2 separate regions of the Rattus norvegicus genome follow, and region 2 is linked to region 1. The links are chromatin contacts, called in public Hi-C maps. All regions are on one chromosome and are shown on one strand. Each heading gives the region's core, a stretch centred on a gene start, on an enhancer-like site or on the middle of the called end of the contact. The rest is flanking DNA. Distances are from core to core; before and after follow the strand shown.

Region 1 (3,539 bases), core at 467-2,966:
AAAGGCAACTTTGCTTTGGAGGCTGGGAGGAGCCCACGGGAACAAACAAGAGGCACACATGGAAATACAAAGTGCAAAGAAAGACAGCAAGGAGTCAGGAAAAATGCAAACCAGCCTGAGAATAGGCAGCATGGTTAGGAAGCTGTAACTCCCTAAGCATGTACAGTCTCATATGGGTCAGATGCCATGGAAGCTGTGTGGGGGCCAGGCAGCAGTGGACTGCACTCTGACTTTAGGAGTGTCTAAGGAGAGAAGTTGATTTGGGCTTGGAGGGGAGCAGCAGTCAGAAGATGAATGGTCAGAGCAGTGAGTGAGTTTGCTCAGTATGTGCAAGCCTGAACTCAGGTATTACTTCGGGGAAGTTATTTAAACTTTGAGGTTTGTTTCTGCATCTGTTAAATGGGTATGAAAAGGGCACTTAAATGCCATGACACTTGAAAACAGTGGGTTTAATATTCCCAAAGTTTCAGTTAAAATGATGCTGGAAGACGGGCAGACCGAGTCTGGTACTGTGAGAAAAGCCAGATGAGGGCCAGGCTCACTAGGCTCACTGGATGTGAAGGCCACCAGTTTTGTGTTATGTGGTTTCTATCCTATGTCATCTGTGTACTTTGGGATGTTTGCTGAGCAGCTATGAGCAAGGCACGCATTTTCATCACCCACAAGCTTGAACGATGAGATGGGCTGTGAAGGTCCCACACTGAAAGGACAGTGTGGTAGGAGGGGGCCTGGCTGCTGAGTAGGCACTGGCTATGTTCAGAAAGAGCAGTGTGTGGGGGCAAATAGGAGCAGGCAGCTGTGAGTGCAGGGCAGACCAACTGTGCCAGCCCAGAAGACAAGAACTGAAAGGGAAAGGACTGGAAGCATGAGTTCAGAGGGCTGGTAAGAGCAATAGTGTGTTAGGTATATTCTTTGCTTAGCTGTTAGGTTCCTTGAGTGTAAGGTCACGTGTACTAACATTTAAGAAGAGCTCTGTGGAACTGCTTCATTGCTGGTGTTAGGCCGCTGTGCTCTAGCACCTCACTCTGTCCCTAACAACAGCTCCCACTTCTAAAGAACTCACTAAATACACCAGCAGGTTTTGCTGTGCTAGCAGCTTCCCTCATGACCCCAAGTCTGCCCACTCTCATCACCTCCACTCCCTCCTCCCTTCTTCCTAGCTGCTATCAAGGGCTGATTCCTGGGCCTCTGTCCAAAGCTGAAACCCTACCTCACCTACTGCCCCCACCCCCTCTTCTCCCCTTCCTGGTTCCATTCTTCTCTGGATTACCAGGATCATATCACGTGTTTTACCGTCCTACTTGACGTCAGCCTCTGCTATTGTAATGCTCTTGTCTATTCTGTTGTAACTGGGGTACTAGAACTGTGGCATATTTGATGGTTGAATGAATAATGGCAGGTCAATATTATGTAGCCATCATGGAGTCCAGGGCCACTTGGTTTGCTCTGGGAGGGTGGGGGGAGTGGGCAGCTGGGTATTCCAAAGCCCCTGCAAGGCACATGCAAGGCAGAGGAACCAGGACCTGTCAGATGTACAGTGGTTAGAGGACACTGTCCCTCAGTGCCTGAAAGCCCAGGAAGTGGGAAGGGCTTGGCTTCAGTTTTCTGTCTGGCAGGTTAGTGACTGTGGTAGTTGTGCCTCTGGAAGCAAAGCAATGCAGCCTCCCCAGAGGCTAGAAGAAAGCTGGAGTCCTGCTGGCGCTGGGTGGCAGCCAGCGTCTGGAAGTACAATGCCCATCTGTTTCACTGCCTTCTCTTTTCAGAGGCTGCTGGCTCACCCCACTGGAATGGGGTGGCACTTCAGGACACGAAACTTGGAGCTGGTGGCAGATTTCTTGGAACTGGTGGCAGGAAGATCTAAATTAAGACTGTTCTATCACAACAAATAAATAGAAGCTGAAATAGAGACTAAAGGAATTCAGCAGAATGCCTTCATACATAATTTCTTAAATACAGAGGAAGACCTCAGGAAGCAGACTGGTATTTATTCAATAGAGCCTCAAGGTATTTGCTGAAAACAATGACACTATTTGACACAAAAGCACAAGCTTCTCTTTTTGAAGCACCCTGTGCCATAGATGATGGCAATTTCCACTCTGCTTGGAAGGTTCTTGACAAGGCCCCAGGCCTGGCCCATTACCTGCTCAGGGGACAAGACGAGTTACTCCAGCATGGGGTCAGCATCATGTACTCACACAGAAGCTTCCTGCTTCATGCCAAGATGCAGAGGCTCCCTAGAACTCTGAAGAGCCCATCTCAACAAGGCTGTGTCCCTAGCTCAGAGACTAGTGGACCCTGTCCTTTCATGGCCAGCAAGGGTGAGGTTCCTAGCCAGAGGGTGCTGGAAAGAAGTTCATTCAGCAGAAAATCATCTAAGCAGTGCCGGGAGACCTTACTATTTTAAATGTGAAAGGCCTATCAAACCAGCTGTGTCTCCTTCAGGCAGGCAAGGCCCTGAGGTTCTCTGGTTATTTCTGATGATTCTGCACTCCCAACGTGATAGACACCTCTGAACATAGAACTCACTGTGTAGTATCCATGTAACAACCTGAAGACTGGTTTACAGAACCTCTGAAAACATACTAAGTGACCTTGTTGGTTAGGTCAGATGGAGTGGACTCCAGGGCGCCAGACCTTCACCCTCACAAAGGTAGATGATACTCAAGTCTATGTATCCAGCAAGCTCAGGAAAATGTACAGCATCATCCTGGAAAGGTTTTATCTTGAATCGGGATGTGTATGAACCACCTGTGTGCTTGTGGAATCGCTGTTCTGTCTTTGTCTCTTCTACTACATGGCTTGTCTTTTCACTTTTCAGGAGCTCAACCCTGAAGTAGGATCCAACTTTATCGTTTTCCAAGAAACCTGTTGTCTTGAAGGAAAACATTATCTTACCGTTCATATTTAGGACTGGTTCATCTGGAATTAGCATGTCTGTACTGTGATAGGTTAAAGATTTCCAGGGGGCTAGCCAACATTATTATTTTTTAAAAAATATTTATTATTTTTATGAGTGCACTGTCGCTGTCTTCAGACACACCAGAAGAAGGCATCAGGCCTCATTACAGATGGTTGTGAACTACTGTGTGGTTGCTGGGACTTGAACTCAGGACCTCTGGAAGAGCAGTCGGTGCTCTTAACCACTGAGCCATCTCTCCAGCCCCATTCCTCTTCTTCTTCTTTTTTTTTTTTTTTTTTTTTTTTGGTTCTTTTTTTCGGAGCTGGGGACCGAACCCAGGGGCTTGCGCTTCCTAGGCAAGCGCTCTACCACTGAGCTAAATTCCCAACCCCCCATTATTATTATTCTTAATGTAGCCAAAAATCTTTTTCTGATGTGGTGTTAACCAGTATGCCTTGACCAACAGTCCACTCAGTGGGATTTTTTTTTCAGTTGACTAGAATTTCCATACTTTTGCTATTTTGTTTTTTCTCTTTAAAGCAAGGAACAGTGAAACCATGTAAGCAGAGGCAGGATGACGAATAGCTCCAACTCTAAGCCAAGGAGTGACCAGTCTTGCTTGGGCCCTTCTAAGGCAGCG
Region 2 (3,539 bases), core at 553-3,052, 240 kb before region 1:
TCCCTCTCTCCCCCTCCCTCTCTCCCCCCTCCCTCTCCCCTCCCCTTCCTTCCTCCCTCCCTGAAAGAACCACAATAATTAAGTTGGGATTGTGTTAAACTTCTCACAACAAAGGGTAGAGAGTCAGCCTACACAGCGGAAGAATACCTTTGCCAGCTAGACTCCAGACTCGTGATTAACATAAAGAGCTTTAAAAATTAAACACACAAACCAACCTTCCAGCCAGTAAACCAGCTAACGAACTTAACAGAATGTTTTCAAAAGAAGAAATACAGTCAATGAATATTTCCAAGTGTTCAGTATCCTTAGCCATCAGGGGAACGCAAATCAAAGCTGACTTCAGGTTTATGTCTCTCTCCCGTCAGAATGGCTAAAATCAGGGAAGGCAATAACATTAAATGCTGCTGGAGCTATGGAGGAAGAGGCCGGGCGCAGAGTGGGTAAAGGGTTAAGCTGGTGCACCCGCTGTGGAATCAGTGTGAAGCGTCCTCAAAAAGCTAAAAATAGAACTACCACATGACCCGCTGCCACCCCTGGGCAGACACCCAGAGCATGCATGCCCTGTCTCGGAGACACTTGCACAAAGTTTAGCTCTGCACTAGTCACAAGTAAGGAAGTAGAGCCAGCCGCGGTGTCTACCTTAGTTACAACACCATGCAAAAAAAAAAAAAAAGATTCCAGAGGGAAAGTTTCCTCTCCCCGAAGTTCAGTTCAAGGAGGGTCCATAGGCAGGGAGCCACAGCAGCAAGAGCTCGAGGCATCTGGTCACAGGGCACCCACAGTCCGGAAACGGAAGAAGGAACATCTAATATTGTTCTCCATTTAATACAGTCCAATCTCCTCTGCCTAGGGAACGGTCTCACCCACAGTTAAAATGTGGGCTTCGCTCTCTGTGTGAGCGTAATCAAGAATCCCCTCAGGTGCACGCAGAGACCCATCTCCCAGGTGATCGCTGAGTCAGTCAGCCCTAGGTATGCTTTCTCTTGATCTGCGATCTGCGCCTGTCTTTACCTCTCTCTCCTCTCCTCTCCTCTCCTCTCCTCTCCTCTCCTCTCCTCTCCTCTCCTCTCCTCTCCTCTCCTCTCCTCTCCTCTCCTCTCCTCTCCTCTCCTCTCCTCTCCTCTCCTCTCCTCTCCCCTCCCCTCCCCTCCCTCCTCTCCCCTCTCTCCTCTCCCACCCGCTTTCCTGCTAAACCCCAGCCCATGCTGTGTGTGCCTTTCCCAAAAGACAGCAGGGCCCTATGGAAGGCACAGCCAGCGGGCTCTGGGTGGGAGTTCCAGAAGCATCGCAGGCCTTCTATGGGGCCGCACCTCCTGAAAGTACCAGAGCCCCTCACCAGTGCCCTCACCAGTGCTCCAGGCTGGTGCTAAAGCCTTTAACTTCTGAGCGTTTGAGAGTCAAACCAAAACACACAGACATTTACACCAGAGGGGCAGGAGTGCTTTGAATAAAATAAAGGATAGGACACCGGCGTCGAGAACACAACGTTAGAGCATGGTAGGGTGGTTGCCCAGCATGACCCATCCAACCTATCTACCACACACACCATCCCTGGCTCACCCACTAACCTATCTACCACACCATCACTGCTCCATCTTCCCCAGAACCCAGAATCACTGCGGGTCTCCCTTCCCATCTCATCCACTCCAGATGTTGGCAACAGTAACAGTTCAGCTGTCCACAAACACCCGTCAGCTGTGCACTAAACATGCCTGGGCCTGCTCCAAAGATAGTCACAGCATACGGCGTCAGCTGCTGAGAACGACGTATCTCAGTTCTGAGAGCCCGGGAGCTTCAGAGCGCGCGTCCACAGATCCATCCTGGGGCCTCGCCTCTCTATATAAGGCTGTGCAGCTAAGAACACATTCAGGCCTACAGAGTCATCCGCAGGATTTGACGTTGCTATCTTTAGAAGCAGCACGCCGAATCCACCTGTGGTTATCTTTTGTCAGTGCCCTGGCCTTATAAAGACACACACACATGGCCACGCCACTCAGACCGAAGGAATTCAGACGTATCCCCTCAGAGCTCTGAAAATAATATTCCCCATTTAGGGACTGCAGGGGAGGGGGGAGGCTCGGAGCTCAGCTCCACTTGTTAAGATGCTGCGTGCGCGCGCGCGTGCGCGCGCGCGTGCGCGTGCACACACACACACACACACACACACACACACACACACACACACACACACACAAATCAAGGAGTTATGTACGATAGCAAATGCAGATTCCCTACATTCCTCCGCCCAGAAATCTAAACCCATGAGGCCCATCAGAAGAGGGCCTGGGATGCCGTACTTCACAGGCCTCTGCAGCTGCCGGTGCTTGGTGGCCCACAGAGCACACTTTAATAACCTCAGACATTAGTGTGTGAAGATGCTGCCTCCCGAAGTGGAGAGGACATAGGCAGCCGTCTGAAGGCTCCTAATGAAAGGAAGTAGATAGGATGCTTGGGAAGCAAGGGCTTATGTCAGGCCAACTTTCCTGGTAGACTGAGTCCATCATTATTTTAGCTCTTATTTCCAACACGCCTATCAAAAGTCCCCGGATCAGACAGCTGCCACTAAGGTCAGAGAAGCTTCCTCTTGCAGCAGATGGTGACTAATACACCACCGGGCAGTGTGCGGAGAGGGAGAGACCAGAGCACTCCGCCCTAACTGGGATGTCTTCATCAGACTCCTTTCCCTCAAAGCCCAGGGATCTACTCAGAGGAAAAGACAGAAAGAGTGGAAGAGCAAGAGGCTGACTCCCAAAAAACCAGCATCTTCCAGACACAGCAGAACCGATGCACATGTGAACTCAGACAGCACAGTTCACGGAAACCCTGCACAGGAGTCAAGCCAGACCGGGTCCCAACACTAAGAGGGGAAGTGAACCCAAGTCCCGCCCCTGAGCTGAAAGCCCCGCCCCTGAGCCGAAAGCCCCGCCCTGACCAGGAAGCTATCTCAAGTGATAGGTGTTGAGAAGGGTCCTCAAGGGGTTGGGGATTTAGCTCAGTGGTAGAGCGCTTGCCTAGCAAATGCAAAGCCCTGGATTTGGTCCCCAGCTCTGGGGGGGAGGGGGGTAGGAAGGGGTCCTCAAAGGAGTGACAGTGGCTACATCAACCACACTCCAGGGCAGACCCCTTGCCTAGGAGTACTTGGCCAAGGCAAAACAGACTTCCATGTTTTATGTGTTGAATATTGTTGTTTGGGTATTTTTTCCTTATTGGGTTGTTTTTTTTTTTTTTTTGAGGGGGAGGGGATTTTGTTTTGTTTTGTTTTTTACTTTTTTTGTATGTTGTTTTACTTGGGTGGGGTTATTTTTTTTTTTCTTTTATTTTGGAGCTGGGGACAGAACCCAGGGCCTTGAGCTTGCTAGGCAAGCACTCTACCACTGAGCTAAATCCCCAACCCCAGGGTTATTTTTAAAGAAAGAGAAAACATGCGGTTGGTTGGGTGGGAGGTGGAGAGGATCTGGGAGAAGTTGAGGGAGAGGAATAAAGTAATCAAAATATACTGTATAAAAGTTTTAATAATTGTTTTTAATTCCCTAGAGCAG

The links. A called contact is a pair of places that touch in the nucleus more often than the background predicts.
Region 2: a contact with region 1 is called in a Hi-C map of psoas muscle, with 2.0 times the contacts expected there. The contact joins two enhancer-like sites. A contact is called at or near these places in 3 of 12 Hi-C or Micro-C datasets (liver and psoas muscle) and 1 of 1 datasets of contacts at active chromatin or transcription factors (oligodendrocytes).

The regions. Positions count from the first base shown.
Region 1 is chr11:47,260,393-47,263,931 of GRCr8, reverse strand. No RefSeq gene overlaps it. Among named protein-coding and RNA genes, the nearest start is that of Vps26c, 49 kb to the left of the region's middle. Within about 2 kb of position 1,716, at least 41 of the 93 cell types and tissues checked have an H3K27ac peak or open chromatin away from gene starts, as enhancers often do.
Region 2 is chr11:47,501,849-47,505,387 of GRCr8, reverse strand. All of the region lies in intron 2 of LOC120095638 (a long non-coding RNA gene), which reads right to left. Among named protein-coding and RNA genes, the nearest start is that of Dyrk1a, 120 kb to the right of the region's middle. Within about 2 kb of position 1,802, at least 9 of the 93 cell types and tissues checked have an H3K27ac peak or open chromatin away from gene starts, as enhancers often do.